Linked DNA regions of Pan troglodytes: region 1 is linked to region 2. A link is a contact called in public capture Hi-C data. All regions are on one chromosome and are shown on one strand. The core of a region is the stretch at or near the end of the contact, and the rest is flanking DNA. Distances in the headings are between cores, read along the strand shown. Region 1 has its middle 8.9 kb from the start of DENND3. Region 2 overlaps PTK2 (protein tyrosine kinase 2).

Region 1 (5,788 bases), core at 265-2,764, 330 kb after region 2:
TCTGTGCTGATGGTGCTGACCTGAGACCCCGGGACGACCAGTCTGTCCAGTGGGTAAGGTGGGCGGGAGAGGAGCACAGGAGGGGTGAGGGCTGTGGGGGACAGCTGGAGGTGGAGGCTGAGCAGCTGGGTTTGGGAGGAGAGCTGCCGAGCCACCCGCAGGTTCCTGGGACCCTCTATTCTGGGGGAGTTGGAGTGAGTGGAAGAAGGTGGGAATGGGGAGTGGAGGAGCCTGTGGCATCCCCACCTGCAGGGGAGAAGATTCCCAGCCCGGGTATCAGTGCAGTCAGCAGTGTGGGCCCGGAGAACACGGGCTCGTCACCCCTCTCCTCTGGGTCTGATTCCCCACTGGGAGCGGGAGAGCTCCTGAAACAGAAACTGCTGCCTGGAGCCCACAGGTGCAAAAACCCGGGGCCCAAGGCCTTTGCTGTTTTTAAACAAATCCACCCTTAGCCAACTCTCCCCGCCAGGCTTTTCCGCATGATTTGATGGGATGGGGCCTGCTGCCTCCTCCCTCTGCCCAGGGAAGGGTTCCCAGATGCGAGGGGGAGGAGGTGCGGCTCCTTCCTTTTCCTGGTGGCGCCGTGAAGATCTGTGTGTGTAGTTCTTGGAAAGATTCCAGGTGCTTGAAAAGGACGTCTCAGTGGGTCAAGGGTGAGTGGGGAATCAGAGGTGACCCATGTCCAGGAGGGCCCCCCTTGCCTGGCATCTCCCACCACGGAGCCACAGACTGTGCTATCTCCCTCTCTTTGTCTCCTTCTCTCTCCCTGACTCTTTCCTTCTTCCTGTCTCCCTCTCCCTCTCTTTCTGTCTCTCTTTCTCTCACACACACACACACACACACACATCCCTGGGTGATGGCTGTCGGTGGCTCCGCCCATGGCCAGATGGGAGAGGAGTGACAGGGCTGGGCAGTGGCTGGCCTCCAGGCCTCTGCCCTGCCTCCACCTGGGGGCCCGCTGGCTTTGGGTTTGGAGAAGAGGGCTGAAAGGGGACGGGAGAGTTGGGGTAATGCTCCGGCCTGAGCCAGGCCCAGGGGTCAGGGAGGTGCCTGTGGTCAAGGCCTGCGGCCCCTGGTTGGCCTCCAACCTCACCACCTGCTAGCTGGGCCAGCACCTCCAGGAGGTCATGCCCTGCCCTGTGGGGTGGGCAGCAGACACCCTTCCTGGGCTGCTGGGAAAAAGTGTGCCCTGCTGGGGGCTGGCCTGCACGGGCTTCTGGAGGCTGGGGGATTTGGGAACCCTCAGAAGATGCGGCCCCTGCTCTTGGGAAGGCATTTTTCCTGCTCAAGGCAGAGGGGACGTGGCTTTTCCAGCCTGGCCCCGCGGGTGCTGTCTGCGTTCCTGAGCCCCATCTGGGCATTGGATGACCGGGAGCCCCTGCGTCCTCTCCAAGCCTCCTTGCTGGACACCGCACTCAGGACCCAGCAGAAGCCTCTGCCCTGGGTGCAGTGAGACAGGGAAGCCACCAGTCAGTCCCGGCACCTACACCACTGGGGCCCCACTGGGGTGTTCACAAAGAGCTGTGAGAATGAATCGCAGGAAGCGACTTTGAACTTTCGCTGGGCCCAGGGGAGTTAGAGTTGACTGAGTTTGGCCAGATGGTTTTAAATCTCTTCTAATTATAAGATTCCAGCATGGGAGGTCTTGTCACCCATATTTGTTTATTTTTTTTTTTTGAGGCGGAATCTCTCTGTGTCGTCAGGCTGGAGTGCGGTGGTGCGATCTTGGCTCACTGCAACCTCTGCCTTCCAGGTTCAAATGATTCCCCTGTCTCAGTCTCATGAGTAGCTGGGACTACAGGCACGGGCCACCATACCTGGCTAATGTTTTCTATATTTTAGTAGAGACAGGGTTTCACCATGTTGGCCAGGATGGTCTCCATCTCCTGACCTTGTGATCCACCCACTCCCAAAGTGCTGGGATGACAGGCATGAGCCACCGTGCCCAGCCCCAAGCAAACTTTAGAACCACCTGCAGCAGGGGTGACAGGGCAGGGTGGGCAGTGCCTATTCGGGGGACGGGGGTGGAAGTCCAGCCTGGGAAGGCTCTGGCCCCACCTGGAGAAGCAGTTCCTCCTCGGAGTGGCTGGCGCCTGGGCTTTGGTGTTGGATCTTCCCAGGTGCACACCTCTGCTCCCATGCTCACTGCTGTGTGCTCCTGGCCATGTGGCTGAACTGGCTGAGCCTCAGGTGCCTGATCTGTGAAATGGGGTGACAGCGTTTATAGGGTTGCTGAGAAGATTGGTAAGAGAATGTGTACACATGCGGAATGCCTCCAGTTTCAGGTAGATGAGCCACTGGCAGCCATCATCACCACCACTAGGGTGGCCCCTCGCCATGTCTGCCCTTGCCCTGCCCTGCAGAGAACCAGCGGGTTTTGACCGGAGCAAAGCCTGAGGCCAGGGGAGCAGGGGGTGCCTGGCAGTCACTGAGTGCCACCCCACAGCAGGCCCTGCCCATCACCCTGTTCTGCACGACAGCCCCTCGAGGTTTGTGCGGCCACTTCCCTGCCCTACAGCTGGGGAAGGGTGGAGCGGGGCTCGTACCCGGGACTTTCTTCCTCCAGTGCCAGTGCCCTTCCCATGGGGACCTCATGAGAAGTGCCCATGTGCGGGGGCTGGGCGGTGGCTCCAGAGTGGGGACAAGGGAGGGGTCAGGTTGGTTCATAGTTGGAGGCCCAAAGGCAGGGCTGTGGAGAGGCACGAAGGACACGGGTTTGTCCCCCACATGGTCACGGTCAGAAGCAACATGAGGAGGCCCTGAGAGGCGTAGGGGCACCACAGCCTGGATGGAGGAAGTAGGGGGGCAGGGGAGAGAGGCCTTCCTGGGGTAGTTGGTATCTGTATCTGAGCCTACGAAAGACAAGTTGGAGTTGGCCATGGAGTACGAGAGGGCAGGGCATTCAGAGCAGCAGGCAGCAGGTGCAGAGAGTGCCTTTGAATAACCTTGGGAGGTCCGAGCTTCCCTCCTGGGCCCTGGGTGAGTGGCGTTTGTACCTGACTTCCCCCTTTCTGCCTATTTACTGTCAGTTGTCTATTTTTGTTTGTCTTGATTCCCAGTCCGGATGGGTTAAGATAGTTCTCACATCTGTCCCCTTCCTCCCTGACCAAGCACACAGCGGCAGCCAGACCACAGCTTCCTGTCTTTCTTCATACTCAGGAGGAAGAGAATGTCACAAGTGAGTGTGGCTGCTCGGCCATGCAGCTCTGAGCTGCCAGCAGGAGCAACGCGTTCCCAACATCCTTCCTCAGCCCTGGCTTCTTAAAATTTCCTTTTTTTTTAGACTGAGTCTCGCTCTGTCGCCCAGGCTGGAGTGCAGTAGTACAGTCTTGGCTCACTGCAATCTCCGCCTCCTGGGTTCAAGCAATTCTCCTGCCTCAGCCTCCCGAGTAGCTGGGATTACAGGCGCCCACCACCACACCTGGCTAGCTTTTGTATTTTTAGTAGAGATGGGGGTTTTACCATGTTGGCCAGGTTGGTCTCGAACTCCTGACCTCAGGTGATCTGCCTGCCTCAGGCTCCCAAAGTGCTGGGATTACAGGCATGAGCCACCGTGCCCGGCTGAATTTTCTTCAGTGGCTTCTTAGGGGCCATTCAGAGCAGGCATTGCTGAGAGTGGGGACAGCCCCGAGTGGAAGGCCCTTCTCACCATCAGGCCTCCAGGCTGTGGGGCAACAAAGGAAGCCAGAGAACATGCCCCTTTCCCATCTTTTTATCATTCTTCCTCAGTCTGGCATTTTCTAGATTCTAGGATAGTTGCTTGACATCTGAAGTTGGGCAATTTGTTTTAGACACAGTAGAATTCCAGAAAGAGATGAGATAATTCACTTGTTTTTCTTTTCTGATAAAATATTTCATATTTGCAAAGACTATATCCAATAACTATAACATGAACAGCCCTGTCCCACCAGCTGAAGGAACAGGGCGCCACCGAGATGGCCCCAGGCCCCCCCCCAGGGAGTACAGCACCCTGCACGTGGTGTGCACCCCGCGGTGATCCTCCGTGTGGTTTTCTTACTTACGTGTGCTTTGTCTGCTCCTGGACTTTGTTAAGTGGGATCACGGTGTGTGTTGTACTCCATGTGGGGTTAGCGAATCTCTGCCGACTGGCGGCCCATTGCACAGGTGGACCATGATCAGCGGACAGTGGAATTTAGCCTTTATGCTTTTATTCGTCAAATACTCATGGTACTCCCGTCACTTTGTGTGTCAGCCACAGGGCCAGGTGATGGGAACATTCGTCCACAGGGCTCAGGCAAGGGGCCCAGGGTCACCCAGGCTGTAGGTGCTGAGCCAGGTCCAGGTCAGTGCAGGACCGAACTCACCACGTGTGTTCAGCCCCACTGTGTGCCAGCAGCGGTAGGCGCTATGGGAACCAGCACAGAGTAGGCATGCAATAAGTGCTTATGGAGGGGAGCTAAATGTTTTCCTCATTCAGGAGGAAGTGCTATTACTTTCGTTTCACAAATGACAAAATACAGCATTAGCCCAGCAGCGGTGCCTGGCTGCACATCCGAGTCACCTGGGGGCGCCGCTGGATCCTCAGCTGCCCACACCCCAGCCCCCCAGATGTTCTGAGCAGTTGAGGCAGGACCTGGCCATAGGGGTTTGTCCAAACCTTCCACATGGGTCTTACCGGTGGCCAGTGTTGAGAGCTGCCGTTGCACCCTCCAAAGCCCCACGAGACACTGAGCTCAGAACTTGCACTGTCTGCACGTGAACTTGGTGGGTAGAGGTTGCACCATCTAACCTGAGCCCAGACAGTTAGTGTTCGACAACACATGACTTCCTCTTAGTTATTCATATTTTAAAGGGAAACCAACTTTTCACAAATGGGTTTATAGCTGATTGGGACAGGAGGGGGCTGCCTGAGCAGGCCAGGGGCATTTGACCAGGCGGCCCACCTGTGGCATAGTTAACGGTGATGTTCACAGCACCTGTGCTGTTTGCTGGGACCCCATCACGTGACCGTTCTCACTGTGGGTGGTGAAGGGTTTGTTCTCTGGTATCTACTCCCCAGAGCCTGTGGCACCAGCCCCATTGTATCTGTGTTCTGGCTTTCTCTACAATTCTCCCTCCCTTCCCAGCACAAGAGAGGGGAGAAAGGCTCAGGCCTAAACGTGACAGCACACAGTTGCTAAACACACACACGACACACTACACACTACACACGACACACGTGCACAAGCACAGAGGCACACACCACTTTCAGGATGGCCCATTTAGATGTCCACAGTCCTGCAAGGTCAACCTGTCCCAAACCAACCCCCCCGGGGCTCCTCCACACCCCGCCTGCCCCTGCCCCTGCCAGCCTGGTGCTCCTGGGCTCTCCTCACATAAGTGGGGACCTGCTCTGTGCAGCTCTGGGGACACAGCAGGAGCATCTCAGCTATAGGCCCTGCCCTCAGGGAATGGACAGATCCACGGGGGGACAGGCCCACAAACCACTGGAGTACGGTGGGGTCAAAGCTGCAGTGGTGGAATGGGAGCTGAATTTCATCTGTGGAGTTAGGGAATCGAGACGTGGATGGCCCCGGCCCCCTCCCCACCGCCGCCCCATCCCAGTGCTCCTGACTTGCCTCCTGCCCCTCTTCCTGCTGCTCCCCTCATGGCCTGTTTGGATCCTCTGCCTTTGCCTGGAGTTTGCAGTATTCACGTGCACTTTCCTGCCTCTCCCTGCAGCCGGGGTCCCCTTGCTCAAATACCAGTCTGGACCCTTTTCTCCCTTGTCAAAGTCCTCCTAGCCTCCTACTACCCCAGGACAGACGCCAGCCCACTGGCCCTCTCC
Region 2 (6,266 bases), core at 935-3,434:
TGTAACATATATGTATGCACATATATAAGAACAAATTACATATGTGTGTATATGGTTACGTATGTATATATGTGCATATACAGACAGTATATGTATTTTAAGATATCAAATGGGCCCACAGAAGATGCTTTCTCATCCTCCCCTTCCTTTATTTCCCACATTTTTAAATGGGAAAAAAGGCATATCTATTTTGAAACATACCAAGGAAAGTACAACACACTTAATTGCACCAGCAAATAGTTAAGACAATGCTCATGCCAGAATCTTAACTATATTTTTTAAAAAGCAATACTCAAACACCATATTGTGAAAGACAAAAATTGTTTTAAAATGTCTCACATTTCCTGAACTTCATAAAATAAATATGCAAAGTATATTCTACTGAATTGCAAGATAAATTATAATGGCAACTTCATTCTGGATAAGATTAACATGATATTAAAACCCAAAAATAATTTGGAATTCTATACAACTTGCTGAGTGATCTGGTATTTTACCTGTGTTCCATCTAAAAAAAAAAAAAAAAAACTATGAGCCATACTTAAAACTATTTAATGATGGTAAAATTATGCAAATTTGGACAGCCAGAATGCTTATTTTCATAAGCTATTCTAGAATGAAGCAATTATACTAAAAATAGACATCTATGATCGTCTTACCCCATGAGAGTGCTTTTCGAGGTCTGCTACCTAGAGCCCCTTACCTGACACAGAGACGGCGTGTGTCCGCATGCCTTGCTTTTCGCTGTTGGCCAACCTGTGACAGACAAAAGCAAAGCTGTGAGCCCTGCAATTTCCCCAGGACCCCGCAACTCGGCCTCATCAAGTAGGGAACTGCCTTGGATGAGGAAGACAAAATTTTAGATACGTGATTTCTTTAAAAATTGGATTCTACTATTAAAATAGCCAGGCTGCTTTAATGCTTTAAAGATCACAAATTAAAATACACAACTGAAGGAATGTTGAACTGTTCTGAGAAAGATACTCTTGACAATAATTTAAAACAATGCAATACAATTTAATCTGGTATGAATGGGTTAAATAAAAATGTAAATTTAAATGCTACACACTAAAGGATTGCCCCTAAAGTTATGAGAAAAAAAACATACACCTGGAAGTGGATTTTGCTCTCTAAAACATAATATGAAATACTACAGTATGACTGGTCCTTCTTAAATTTATGGCATGTAAAAAATTATCAAGAAATACATTAATATGTACTATTACCTACATACTTAAAAAAGTAATCTCAATGTATCTTGCTACTTGCTTCATGACATGGTTTAACACTAGTTTTACATATTTACCCACAAAAAGTAAAATTTTGGCCAAAAGTCTTGGTGCCATTTAAAAAATTAGTAAAAAATTTTTGGAAAGCACAAAACACAGGGAAAAAAGGAGCCACACAGTCTTTAGATGTCAAAGTTACCTGGTCTTTTTATAAGAGAAAACCTTTTCCAGATGAAATACTGACACTTAAAACAGTATAGGTTGAATATCTCTTATCCACAATGCTTGGAACAAGAGTGTTTCCAATGTCAGATTTTTTGGATTTTGGAATGTCTGCATATACAAAATGAGGAATCTAGGGGATAGGACCCAAGTCTAAACGTGAAATCTGTTTATGTTTCATATACACCTTATACATGTAACCCAAAAGTAATTTCATACAATATTTTAAATAACTTTGTTCATGAAACAAATATTTGACTGCAACCTGTTACACATGAGGTCACATGAGGTCAGGTGTGGAAGTTTCCACTTGCTGCAACATGTTGGTCCTCAAAAAGTTTCAAATTTTGGAGCATTTTGAAGTTCCAGATTAGAAATGCTCAACTTGTACATCGTTTCGAAGCACTACAACTATTGAATGTGAAACTGTATAATCTCTATAATAATCACAGCAAACAGCCATAGACTTGTGTTCCTTTTACAGAATTCTCCAAATATGTGAAATTTTATATCTTTAGTATAAAAATTTAATCAAAGTTGTTTTCTAACAACTCATTACTTTCTCTTCCATTGCAGCTACATGATTTATCACAACTTATCTTTGAACTACATTTATTGGGCAGTCAGAGGACACACATTTTAAATCAATAAATTACATCATTTCCTTCTTTGTTGTGCTGCCAAAACACTGGGGTTTTCCCTTGTCTGCACCACAATTATGTATGCTGTTGCTAAGCAACTTTCTCACGACAGCTTGGATTTCAGCTCTTATCTGATCAATAGCAATAATGGTGTCCTGCTGCTATAAGGTTTGTGGAAATTCCACTCTTGTAAAGTTTGCTTCATTTATTTAGTTTCCTTTATCTGTTAACACTTCCAATGTACTACCTTCCTCACTCACTTTCATACCTATGTTCATGATTCCTCTATGTGTGTGTGTGTCTGTGTTTTAAGAAATGGGGTGGAGTCTCACGAAGTCACCCAGACTCGAGTGTGGTTGCTATTCACAGGCATGATCATAGTACACCACAGCCTCAAACCCCCGGGCTTCAGTGATCCTCCTGCCTCAGCCTCAGAACCACAGGAACACACCACATTGCCCAGCTTTGATTTTAATCCAAAATTATCCCTTAACTTCCCACAACTAAAGGTACTCTAAATAAACATCAGTTCCTGCCCTGATATGACCCCAAATGAACCTCTATCAGACACTGCTGATGCTGTAGAGTGCACTGTCCAAAGCTAGAGGTGCACTAGCCACATGCAGACCTTGCCTGTGTGAGGCCCACAGTACTGCATATGACCCTGGCTGTCAGCAACTTGCCAGGTTGCCTGGGGAGGGTAGACAAGTTAAAAGCCCATGTTTAGGACTCTGGTAATTAATAACTAGAAACTATTACAGGAAAACATGATGGGGATGCTCTCCTGGCTTGGGGGTGGGTCAATGAGGTTTCTACAGGAAGTGATGTAGAATGAGACCGAGAAGATGAGTTAGGCTTAGCAACGAAAAGGGGGTTGGGAGAAGAGTGGATCACGCAAAGACAGAATATTGGCAAAGGCCTTCAGGGAAAAGAAAGGATGTTTGCTCCTGGAATTGAAAAAAAGGTAAATGTACTTGAAGAATAGTATGAGGAGTGACAAAAACCAAGGTTAGAGAAGTGAGCAGGAAACAATCACACGGGCTCCTGCAAGCTAGGTTAAGAATATTGCAAAGTATCCTAAGAGCAAGAGTAGGTCATGTAAGATATTTAATTAGGAAAGCTTCCTCAAGCTGTAGCACAGAGCACGGATAGGCTAAGGAGCAAAACTGGACAGAGACTGATTTAGCAGAAATACACAGAAAAGAGTTAATGTAGCAGGCTTGTGACTGACCTTACATGATTGTCCCTTGCCTGCTATCTGGGAACTTGGATTTTCGCAGAGTTGCCACCATCCCCTGACAGGTATGGTACACTATGCCTAAAATGTTTGTACAAAAAATGTGGTTTATGCTGAACTCTTGCTTTCCTTCTGGGAGTCTGGTATTTGGATGCAGGCCAGGCACAGAGTGCATGTAAAAAAGAGCCCCCAATAAAAACCCTAGGCACCAAGTCTCTAATGAGCTTTCTCAGTAGGCAACATTTCACACAGGTCGCCACAATCCATTGCTGGGGAATTCAGAGTGTCCTGTGGCCTCCACTGGGAAGGGACCCTTGGAAGCTTGCATCTGGTTGTCCCTGGACTTCACCCCATGCACCTTCATCCTTTGCTGATTCTGCTTTGTATCCATTTGCTGTAATACATCATAGCTGAGTCCTGTGACTCCTAGATCTTGGGGAACCCCAACACAGAAGTGTACTTGGGTAGCCCAGATAGCTAAACACGGGGGAGACACAGTGGGAAGGTGGTGAAGCAGATGGATCCATTTAGAACATGGAACTGGAGGAAATAGTAATGGACTGGCTATGGAGAAGAAGGAGAGGGACAGAACAAAGCCCAGGCCTCACCCTCTCTATTCCAGTGGCCTCTTAGGCTCACTGTTCTTCTTCAGTGTCTTGGAAAGTGTAAATATCTCTGAAAGCACTTACCACACAGCTATAACTGTGTGTTTACCTATGTATCTGATTGTTTAGATTTTAACATTCATATCTTAGTCCCCAGTTCCTAGCAAATTGGCTGAGAATATAAAATTATATAAGTTCTTTTGGTATTACTATTCGATTCTTTTAGTTTTGTAGATCAACATGCCCACTATAAAATTAGGAAATAAACAAGAAAATTAACATAAATTATTTCTCTTTAATTTTCATACTTGTAAAATAGCCAGAATGCCACATATTTTCAGGTTCTTGTAAAGATTAGCAATAACATATGAAGCAAATGTTTAACAACAGGCTCTCAACATTATGATTATTCTTTAGCTCCCCCATAGAACTTAAAGGAAAAATTAAAACCTTTTGATTAAGCCTAAATACTTAATAAAATTTAAAACTGACTTGATTTCTTTCTAGAATTGTTTCCTAGTTCCTTGATCATGTATATTGAGTTTAATTTTTTTAGGAAAATGAATAATAAAGCACAGAAATTTCCTTAAACTTTCCAACAAAACAAAATAACAGTACAAAAAAAGCAGTACTTACTTTGGTATTGATGGCAAAGCCCGTTCACCTTCTGCGGGGAAAAAGAAAAGAGATGTATAAGGCTCTTTTCACTCCTTTTGAAAAGATGGTGCCTAGAATCAGGGAGGAAGGATGAGGCCTATACTGGTATTCCAGCAATGACCCTTTAAAGAAAGTTGCTACACTGTCTACCTTAGGTTCTCATGGTTTTATTTTCAATATTTATAACAAACATAAACTGAGTATTAGATACAATTGTTTGAAGGGTACTGCCTAATCATAATAAAGAACTAAGATGCTAAGTTGGTAAAAGACTTCGTTTGCAGGAGACTAAAAGATGAAGGGTTTCTTATGATTAGTCAACACTCCTTGTCAAAGGACCAGGCATTTTGCACTTTGATAAAACTACTCACTAGTAACAACAGAAAAACCTGTGCAGGAAGCACAAAGAAACAGAAGGAAAACAATTCTACAGGTGTGCATGGCTGCCAACGGAATGAATGTATGAGAGAAGGCAAGTCCTGGAGCTGTCACCTAAAGGAGCCGTGCACACAGCTGGCTGGAAGGTGAGCCAGGCAGCTATCTACCACAGTTCAGGGTGAGCTCCCTTTTTGCTGAGCAGGACACAGTGACTGGCTCATGCCGGCCTGACCACAGTGAAGCTGAGGACTTCGTTCAATGATGAGGGAAACGCTTTCTTTCCCGCAGCCTTCATTTTGCAAACCAGGAAACATGGAGCCCTCCCTGGTTTAACCTCTTTAATCTGAATTAATGCAACAGCCCCCTAATTGGTCCTGTCTTCTAATCCATCTGAGCTAAATTATTTCAGAATAATCTTCCCAAATTACAAATTCATCAATCAAGCAAGTTATTATGCTTAACATTTTAGTGTCTCTCAAAAACTTTCAGGATGAGATTTAAACACCCCAGCTTAATTTACAAAGCACTGCTTCACTTATCTCAGCACACAAACACTGCTCTGGCTGTCATCTTTGTATTGTGTCTGTGGGGTGGTATGGGAGGCTGAGGAGGCACCCATCTACCACTCACCACTCTGGTGCCCTTCTAGGCAGCTCCTTGGTAACACCACTCGTGTAGTCACACTTGCTGTCCACAGTTCCTCTCCTTACATTTGCCCTTGAATTCATTCTAATCAGTTCCCCCCCACCCCCATACACGGAAAATACTTTTTGAACATCTCCAATGACATTTGCCTTGCTAAGCCCAATTGTTCATTTACAGTTAGCACTTAACACAGCTAATCACTCTGTCCTTCTGAGAGCTTCCCACCCTGGGCCTCCCGAACCTTGTACTATATTCTCTTGGTTTTCTTCTGCCCTCTCAGGGCACCTCTTCTTCGTCTTCTTTATTGGTTCTTCCTTATCTCCCTGGCCTGATGAAGATTAGAGAACCCAGTGCTCACACCTGTATCTCTTAACCTCACTTCCTTGGTAACCTCATACAGTTTCAAAGCATCAAATACCACCCACACTTTGCAGCTCCAAATGCATACCTCTAGCTTGGACCTCTCCCCTGACCTGAACTTGTCTACATGACACCTCCCTCTGGATGTCTGAAGGTTGCTGGGACTTGCTGATATTCAAAACTGAGTCCTGGTGGGTGCACCTGCATACTTCCCATTGTTCAGGTGGAACCAGCAGTCATCACAGGGCCTTGCTGCTCCCCAATCCATATCCAGTGCAGCAAATGCAAGGCT

Evidence for each region. Capture Hi-C pulls out chosen DNA fragments and counts their contacts.
Region 1: a capture Hi-C map of stem cell-derived neural stem cells shows a contact between it and region 2, with 3 times the contacts expected there. The contact joins two enhancer-like sites.

What each region holds. Positions count from the first base shown.
Region 1 is chr7:151,398,942-151,404,729 of NHGRI_mPanTro3-v2.0_pri, forward strand. No RefSeq gene overlaps it. Among named protein-coding and RNA genes, the nearest start is that of DENND3, 8.9 kb to the right of the region's middle. Within about 2 kb of position 1,515, at least 6 of the 24 cell types and tissues checked have an H3K27ac peak or open chromatin away from gene starts, as enhancers often do. A contact at or near this core is called in stem cell-derived neural stem cells, where this site is marked.
Region 2 is chr7:151,070,112-151,076,377 of NHGRI_mPanTro3-v2.0_pri, forward strand. PTK2 (protein tyrosine kinase 2) reads right to left here. Exons shown (of 30, transcript XM_063816590.1): 11 at 4,571-4,601; 12 at 704-756. Among named protein-coding and RNA genes, the nearest start is that of MIR151, 61 kb to the left of the region's middle. Within about 2 kb of position 2,185, at least 6 of the 24 cell types and tissues checked have an H3K27ac peak or open chromatin away from gene starts, as enhancers often do. A contact at or near this core is called in stem cell-derived neural stem cells, where this site is marked.